Linked DNA regions of Anser cygnoides: region 1 is linked to region 2. A link is a contact called in public Hi-C data. All regions are on one chromosome and are shown on one strand. Each heading gives the region's core, a stretch centred on a gene start, on an enhancer-like site or on the middle of the called end of the contact. The rest is flanking DNA. Distances are from core to core; before and after follow the strand shown.

Region 1 (4,670 bases), core at 1,402-3,901, 37 kb after region 2:
TGCAAGTAACGTGTTCAACATTTCTGCAGATCAAACCCCAGGTTTTCAAGATGAAACCCTGACCCAAGAAACATAATCTGTGGTCAAGTGAGAAGCTGGTTTCAGAATTTGAATCACTTAATCTTGGCAGAGGCAAGAATAGAAAAGGAAATTTGATAGATGTGAATTGAACTGTGTAATTATTAGGCCTCCTGACTACTGTAACAGCAATGGCAGGTGCCCTGGAGACCACAGCCTCTCCCAGCCGTGATTCATTCTGAAACCAGGGCCATTAAATGCACGGCTGGGGGCAGGAAGTCCCACTGTGCAGCATCTTACTGACATCCACAAACAGCATCAGGGCTAGAGCCTGCTCTGACTTTACCACTTGAGCTAGTGGAATAATTAATTCCTGCCTCTTCTCTTCCCCTCCCTCCGCAACCTCGCTTCTCAACAGTCCCTGATCACATCTCACTAGCCTGTGTTAATTGTTTTCTAAATTAACAGTCACATATTTCCTTTCCCCCTCTCTGCTCAGCTAGCTAATCACAGCCCCCTTCCAAATTCAAGTCACTACTTGATTCTCATCAGTTTAATTGCTTCCTCTTTAACTTTATGAAGTTACATTATAGACTGAACAGTTGAAGTGACAAAGCAGTAAGAAACTAGATTTGGAGTCTTGTAGTGAAAAACATTTCCAAACCTTGATTGGGGCATGCTCCAAGTCATATCAATAATAAGGAAAGAAATCCAGTTCGTGACTTTGTCCAGATTAAGCATCTGGGAGCACAAGTCTCTGCTGCACCTTTCACATCTCATGTATATGCACCCCGTTGCCTGCAATAAGATGCAGGTTGTGCAAACTCTGCTCTAGTTGCTGGGGAGAAGCCTGATGGTTTTACCTCACCAATAAAAAGCCACAGTGTTACAGAGCTTCTATGGGCGTTCTGAACTCAAACATCCAGTAATCGTGGTAACAAACTACCTTAGTGATATAGCAGCATCTACAAAGACTTGTGTTGCAGTTCTGTTTCACAACATACAATACAGTAGAGCCCAGCCAGTAGAGATCTGCAGTGCAGAAGATGTCGGTGGGAGCTTTCTTCAACATCTATGATGAAACTGTTTCTTGTACAGGCACTGCAGAGAAATGTTTACAAACACGCGTCAAGGTAGATGTTCTGTTGTTTATCTTAAAACAAATATAATATGTCTTCCATCTTCCATTGTCTTAATCAGCTTAATTGTTAAACTCAAGGTATGTCTGAATGGCATTATGCAATGCTGGCCAAAGACACCCAGGCTGCTTGCAAACATGCTCGCAGAGGTAGCAGGAACAATAAAGCAGCAGTAGCCCAGCAGTCCATCTGGACTTTCATCTCCTACATGTCAGCAGGACTAATTCATCCAAACACGGTGCTATACTTATGTGGTAAGTGGTTCCCATGCTCAGGTTTCAGTGTATAACTGTCTTGCATGTAAAGATGCCTCGTATTGCTCTTGAGCAGCTGTGATCTAAGTGTGAATACATTTTATATTACTGTGCCTGAAGAAAAGCAAAAATAGCAGGCATCAGCCTTACTGTATTTAGTAAATTTACCATGTCTTGACGCATGTAGTTTTGCTGTAATTTGAAATATGTTAAAAGATGAGATTATAAAATATTGTCTAGCTGCTCTGTAAGATATTCACTGTACTGATAACCCAGCTGCATATACTGAGATTGTTAAATTAATCAATACCAAAATAGCATCTCTCAAGCCTAATTATCTTTGCTAATTATTTTTATTTAAAGAAATTAAGGGAAATTGCTTAAGGACTAGAACAGACCTTGTTAATTTTGTACTGCTGCTGTGCATAGAGCTGCACAGAGGACTTTTATAAGGGTGCATGTATTTGGAAGAAATATTGACCTGCTTTGTGTTTATACATAGTCAGTGGGATGTGCATATGTCTAAGTGTTGTAATCTTCATTAAGTTGCTATGCTGTGGGGAGAGACAAAATAGCACTCAGGGGTCTCCCCAGAAAAGGAGCAAGCTCGGTCTTTTCTCTGAGTGGATGATATGAGGAAATATTCACAAGATATTGGTAAATATGTGGAGATTTGTACCCAAAGAAAAAAATTCAGAGAGAAATTAATATGGTCCAGAGAGGGGAAAAATGGAGTTTGGTTTGTTTTTATTGAGTCTGTCTTGGTTCTAGTAATAAACTGTATCCTAATGTTGTACGTTAAATTTCACATAGGTAAAGTTAAACTCTGGGAAAAGACCCCAAACCCTTCTGGCATGCTCTTTTTATTTAACATGTGATTCATTAAAAATTGATAAATTGCCTTTTAAATGGAGGCTGTAGTCTGAATTCTATTTCTTCTCCTTGAAACAGCTGCACGAGGAACAAAGAATGGGATAGCTTCTGAGCACCCTTTGTCACCTATATGCTCTCATCGAGTGACCGAGCTTTTCGTATTGCTCAGGTAACATGTTTTCCTGCAGGAAGAACTCAGCCTAGGTGTCTCGGTGATCATACAGAGGCCACCTCCCTAAAAATTACGCTGTTCTCTGACCCACTCCAGGTCTCACAGTTCAGGCTAATCATTGACAGGGCTTTTACGATCGCAAGCTTTTAGTGAAGCTTTGATAAGACACTCCAGCAGTTAGTGGCAAATGAAGACAGTCTGCACAGCAGGGACTCCAGGGAATGAATGGATTTTTTTCAGCGGCAGTAAAGGAAATCTGACTTTTAACACTGGCGTTATAAAACGGCATAATGTGTGGCCGACGGCTGAAGAGATTTGTTGCTTTTTGGACATTAGTTTTCATAAGGATAGTCGCTGGGCTTGCCGGAGAGGGAAGATCTGTGTGGAAAAAGGACCCTAACTCCAGTCCCGTGAGTGAAACACAGATGTTTTTGTATGACACTTTCCCCAAAGAGTTTCTCTGGGGCATAGGGACAGGGGCGTTCCAGGTGGAAGGCAGCTGGAGGAAGGACGGGAAAGGATCCTCCATCTGGGACCGCTTCATCCACACGGAGTTCAGAGATGCTGACAGCACGGACGTTTCCAGTGACAGTTACAACTTGCTGGACAAAGATCTGTCAGCTCTGGATTTTTTGGGAGTTACCTTTTACCAGTTTTCAATTTCGTGGTCGAGGCTTTTTCCCACTGGGGTGGTAGCAGCTCCCAACGAAAAAGGACTCCAGTACTATAACACCCTTATTGACTCTCTAGTCTACAGAAATATTGACCCCGTGGTTACCCTGTACCACTGGGACCTGCCCTTGACACTGCAAGAACAATATGGGGGATGGAAAAATGAATCAGTAATTGATATATTCAACGACTATGCCACCTTTTGCTTCCAGACCTTTGGGGATCGTGTTAAGTATTGGATTACCATCCATAATCCTTACTTAGTTGCTTGGCATGGGTATGGCACAGGTATTCATGCTCCCGGAGAGAAAGGGAAAGTAACCACTGTCTACACTGTAGGACACAATCTGATCAAGGTACAGTATAGTAAGGTTTTATAAACTGATCTTGCACTGTCATAGGAAATAATGGGATGAATCAATCGTGTAATCAATGTTAAAAAAATAATCAAAGAATGTGAAAACATCAAGAAATAACCCTTAGCTAAGGCAGTTGTTTTTTTTCAAAATCTCAAATTGATTTCAATGTTGTAGTCACAACAGCTGACTCAGTAATTATTTGTTTTAAGGTGCTTGTTTATTGATTTATTTAAATTTCTTTTTGCCTACAACATCTGTCTATTAAAGACCATAGTTTTCCCTCTTTTTTCTTTTCATTTAGTTACACTGAAATGACTGTTCAGTCATTCAGCTACGCTAAAATGACCGTTCCATTAGTTTATACAGAGATTTAGTTCTATTTGCCTATTGGATCAGTTTTACTATCAGTAGAAGATGTGTATATATGATTACTTCTGGCTTAGTAAGATCATACTGCAAAATGTTTATCACTGAATTAGCGAGGTCATCAGTTCTTGGTTTGAGAAGAAAACAAATGTCCCCTTCAGTATTTAAGAGTTTCAAAATTACATTATTTCTGTAGCATTTTCAGCATTTTAATTTTTATGTTGGTGCTATTTTATGTATTGGCTATCTTCTACAGAATTACACAACTGAAAGGCTTGATCCCATGATCAATAGCTTCAGCAGCTGCAGTACTGGGTCCTAAGTTCATGGTATTTTTTTTTTGGAAAGGACAAAAAGAAAAGTCTGAAGTGGGTTGTATCTTTAAGGAAAAATGCGGAGACATTCATGCTGGTGCTTTACAGAGTTTACAGCATCTCTAATAGATTATGAATTTCATTCTACAGAGTAGCTTGTCTGTATGCATAAGAATATATATTCTTATTTTCTCATGCTATTATTTAAAACAATTTCCAATAACAGCAGTTTAAGATAATTAACAATATAAATATAGCTTTTTTTATCTGTAGTGCTCAAAGTACTATAAAGAGCAAGTCATGGTCCTGTCTGTTTGATAGAGAAGCTAGTATAATGCCCCCTGCTCAAACAATTCCTAGCTGTCACAAAGAGAATTTTTGTACTACATACCCTGCATTACAAATATAATTAAGAAATAAATCTGAATATATTTGTCATACAGAAAGAAATATTTATGTTGGGAAATATTAACTACCAGAGCAGTTAAAACATTCTGCAACTT
Region 2 (4,336 bases), core at 1,392-3,891:
AAGCTAAGTTGCAAACTAAAGGCAAAAAATACCACGCTGGCGTAGAAATGAGCCCAAGTCAGCACACCCAGCTCTAGGTGCAGCATTAGCCAGAGAAACAAGCTCTGGATCATCTACCTTTCTGTAAGCACAAAGCTCTAAGGTCTCTGGAGAAGGAGAAGCACAGTTGGAATAAAAAAATGAAGCAAGATATTTTAGCATTTGAGCTGTAGACAACACGTAATCTCTCTTTCCCAGCACAAAGACCAGACAGCTGCTAATTCTTAATATCCTATTTTAAGAGAGTTCTTGCAAGTCACTTAAGAACAAAATGATCTGCAAAGTCAGTACTAATGCTTAGCTTTAAGGGCATTCTTACAGTATGGAATCCCCAGCTGACTCTCATGAACAGTTGAACACAGCATAACCCTAAGTTCACAAAAACAAATTCCTAAATTCAGATTTAGTAACAGACATCCTGCTGTTAACTTCACTCATCCTACAGAGACATTTGAATTTGAATAAGTCTGGGAAAGGTATCTTTGTTAGATATATTAAAAAAAATCACAATCAAGGAAACTTGTCAAAGTAAGGAATTTCATTCTTATATCTACTCTAAGCCTACCCTTTTTTAGTTTAAGGCCATTACTCCTTGTCCTATCCTTACACTCCCTGATGAAGAGTCCTTCCAGAGCTTTCCTGTAGGCCCCCTTTTGGTACTGGAAGGCAGCTGTAAGGGCTCCCCGGAGCTTTGTCTTCTCCAGGCTGAACCACCCCAACTCCCCCAGCCTGTCCTCATAGGAGAGGTGCTCCAGCCCTCTGCTCACCTTCATGGCCCTCCCCAGGCCACCTGCAAACCTGTTCTGACCAGGTGGAGCTAGGCTGGGAGCAGAACCCGGTAATTTTGGAGATAGCCACCTGCACACATCCAGCTACAGAATCAACACAAAACAAATACTCTTGGGAACAACTATTAATGTGGACTTACCTTACAAACTAAAGCAGCTGTAGTAGTTTTACCAACTCCAGGTGGACCAGAAAGTAATGCTGCTTTAGAACTAATACCATCATCTTTGCCTCCAAGTTTGCTGGCCTTTGCTATAAAAGAAGATTCCAGGTTTTATCTACATATATATTACCAAATAATCTGCACACATCATGTAAATCTTTAGGGACATCAACTATTACTGAGTTCTACATTTAAGGATTGATACGAGTATCAAAAAAATACATGCACACCTGCATCCTAAGCATATGGGGAAAAGCAGTTTAAGTCATATTAGGTAACACTTGCAGAGATTCTAAACTGAAAAATGTTACTGGAACACAACTATTTCGGCAATTTTCTCACACCCACATCATAACAAAGAACAAAAAAAATACACCACAAAAAAAAAAACACTACCTATTATGGTTGCAGTGAAGCTTGTATGCTATTTTATCACAAAAAACTGTCCACAGGATTATGCACTATGCATGACACTGGCTACATGACAAAGAACAAGGGCCTTAACAATTCATCTCTTCCCCACATGTGATGACAGCCCTCTAGACATACTGCTATCCCGCTTTTTCCCCATGTGTACACGGGTCAGCACTGGCTAGCACTTCTCATAGTGAAAAATAATGCAACAGACTGAATGTGAGGGCATTTTATGTGTGTGTGTATTTTATATTTATACACACACATATAATGCATGTATGTATGTACATGTACGCACGCTGCCAGCTTATTTTAGTCTATTTTGGAAATAGTCACATTTAAGAAAATATCACACAATTCTAAAAAAACATATCTTCAGACAGTTGGCTGTTCTGTTTTTGGGGGAAAGCGGAGGGGATAAGTGAGCAACTGCTTCAACAAAACCCTCGGACTCAACTGCTGCTAAAAAATGCATTTGACTTCAGACTCATTCCTGATTTCTGGAGTTGTTCCCCTCTCCCAGAGGACCTATGTCAACACACAGAACCAAGCAACGTGACTGGCATGGAAGAGCACAGAGAAGTTAACCGCGCTGGTCACCTTGTCCGTCTTCCGAGGTATTCTTGTGCCAGTTTCGGAGCCATCGCAGAAGTTTATTGGCACAGCTCTGCTCACCCTGCTGTCCAATGATTGCCTTGAGAGACGTAGGCTTGTATTTATCCACCCATAGCAATCTCTCTGTTCCATTTTCATTAATCTCAGAGACCAAGGTCCCCTTAGGTTCTGGGACTTCTTTCTTCTCCGCTGTTTGCTGTTTAAAGTCTGCAAGCTTTCGAGCGGCAGCAGTTTCTTTCTTAACAGATTTGAAGGTACCTCCCTTCTCAGGAGTAGAATTTCTTTTTTTAATATCAGCTTCCCTTTTGAGGGGGCTAAAATTCTTTTTGCCAGTTTCAGTTTTCTGTGGTGTCTTTTTATGTCTCGACTCTGTTTTCTTTGCCTTAGGAAAACAAAAGATAAGAAAATTAAAGAAAAATTTCCAGAAATAAATACGTTAATCAAACATGCTATGTTTGCACATACGCACAAGAGTGCTTAAAAAAGTAACAAATCTTCTGTATTGATTTTAAAAAACTTCCAAGAGGAGATCAAAGAGTGTTCTTTGAAAAATAAACCACTGTTAAACACGATGTCACCTGGTTCTGTAGCACAGCCCACAGAAGAGGCAGGAAACATTCTGGGCATTCCAAGAACAGTAAAAGTTCCAGCAGTCTCCTTACTCACCAAGCCTGACAGGTCATTAAACAAAATAATCCAAAACTGATGACTGACAAGGTGTAAAGAACAGGCCATCAGACACACATGAAGTGGAAGTGCAGCTCTCAAAGCAACACTTCCAAGCTTGAACACACACACACACAAAAAAAAAACACGCCTGGAGCAGGATGAAGGGAGCAGGAATGGGGAACAACCTGCATTCCATAAATGAAGTGCTCTTCAAGCACACACTGGCTAAAGAGAAACACAGTTGTCATTTAAAAATAAGCTGAAAGTATTCAACCCAAAGCAATTCAAAAGGGAACTAAAGTAATTAGCTAGTACAGGCTTAGAGTTGCTTTTCCTGAAGGTACTAACAGTATCTACACACAATTCACAGCCGCATCGGAAACAACAAAGCAGTATGTATACTGAACATCAAGCATGCTAGAGCTAACTGAATTTTTAATAACATTTTATCAGCCACTACAGGCTAGATTTAATTGTGCATAAAAACCTTATTACTGTTTTTTACAGTAAGTACCACAAAGATTAAATCCATTATCTATATACATGGTTTACAAGTAGCTGTCCCATGTTTACAGTAGAATTTTTTAATTGGCCTTTCCAGGTACCATATATCATCAAAGAATAAACAAAGGCTCAGGGTTTAAAACTGAAGTCATCTAAGAAGACATGATTACTCCCTCAGTCAGATACCTAAAAATACAAAATGTCTGATTAGAATAAACCTTACCTCTCTAAAGCAGAATCCTTAAAGCACAAGCAATTTTTTTTTCCTTTTCAATACTTCTAACCTAGTAGGTCAAATCATAGGATTGCTGTCCACGGAACAAGAGATCAAAGCTCCCTGCAATCTGGGGAACCACACACGACACACAACTACGTTTGTAACAAGTGAACAAACCTCCGATTCAGCTGCCAGCTCATATTTGGACTTTTTGCCTGGCATAGTTCGAACAAGATCAAATAGGCCATCCTCATCAATAATTTTTGTCCCTAAAGCCGATGCCTGGGAAAATAAGAATTAGAAGGTTAATGAGATTTACATAATTCACTTCAAAATCCTTTCCAGTAAAGGTTATGTTTAGGAACACAAAATAAGAGCAACAAAAAGCTGTTTTTGTTGTGTTGTTGTTAATGTGTGTATGCATATATAGAATCGTAGAAAATCCCAACTTGGAAGGGACCCACAAGGATCACTGAGTCCAACTCCTGGGTCCCCTCAGAACCACCCAAAAAATCAGATCCTGTGTCTGATAGCACTGCCCAAACACTTCTTTAACTCTAACAGGCTCAGTGCTGTGACCACTGCCCTGGGGAGCCTGTCCCAGTGCCCGACCACCCTCTCTGTGAAGAACTTTTTCCTGATTCCCAGCCTGAACCTCCCCATCACAGTTTCATATTTATATTTATGACATAAATAAAATAAAATGAAGCCCTAAACCATACTAGGTAATTTTTCCTTTTTAACATAAATTTTATTCATAGCACTCCATTTCAGAGGAGATTACTGTATTGATTTCCAGTAATATACAAAAATTCACATTTTCACTTCTGCCTAGCTCAGGCACAACACTACTCACCTTTTCACATTTAGATTGGCCACAGTCTCGTCCCATAACCAGGTAGTTCGTCTTCTTGCTGACATTCCCAGTT

What was found. A called contact is a pair of places that touch in the nucleus more often than the background predicts.
Region 1: a contact with region 2 is called in a Hi-C map of liver, with 12 times the contacts expected there. The contact joins the promoter of KLB here to the enhancer-like site in region 2. A contact is called at or near these places in 2 of 7 Hi-C or Micro-C datasets (both in liver).

Annotation. Positions count from the first base shown.
Region 1 is chr4:24,208,527-24,213,196 of Taihu_goose_T2T_genome, forward strand. It overlaps KLB (klotho beta), which reads left to right and starts at 2,652. Exons shown (of 5, transcript XM_048072865.2): 1 at 2,652-3,484. The coding sequence starts at 2,747.
Region 2 is chr4:24,171,925-24,176,260 of Taihu_goose_T2T_genome, forward strand. RFC1 (replication factor C subunit 1) reads right to left here. Exons shown (of 24, transcript XM_048072864.2): 10 at 4,264-4,336; 11 at 3,585-3,689; 12 at 2,003-2,399; 13 at 968-1,077. Among named protein-coding and RNA genes, the nearest start is that of RFC1, 31 kb to the right of the region's middle. Within about 2 kb of position 2,642, at least 1 of the 3 cell types and tissues checked has open chromatin away from gene starts, as enhancers often do. A contact at or near this core is called in liver, where this site is marked.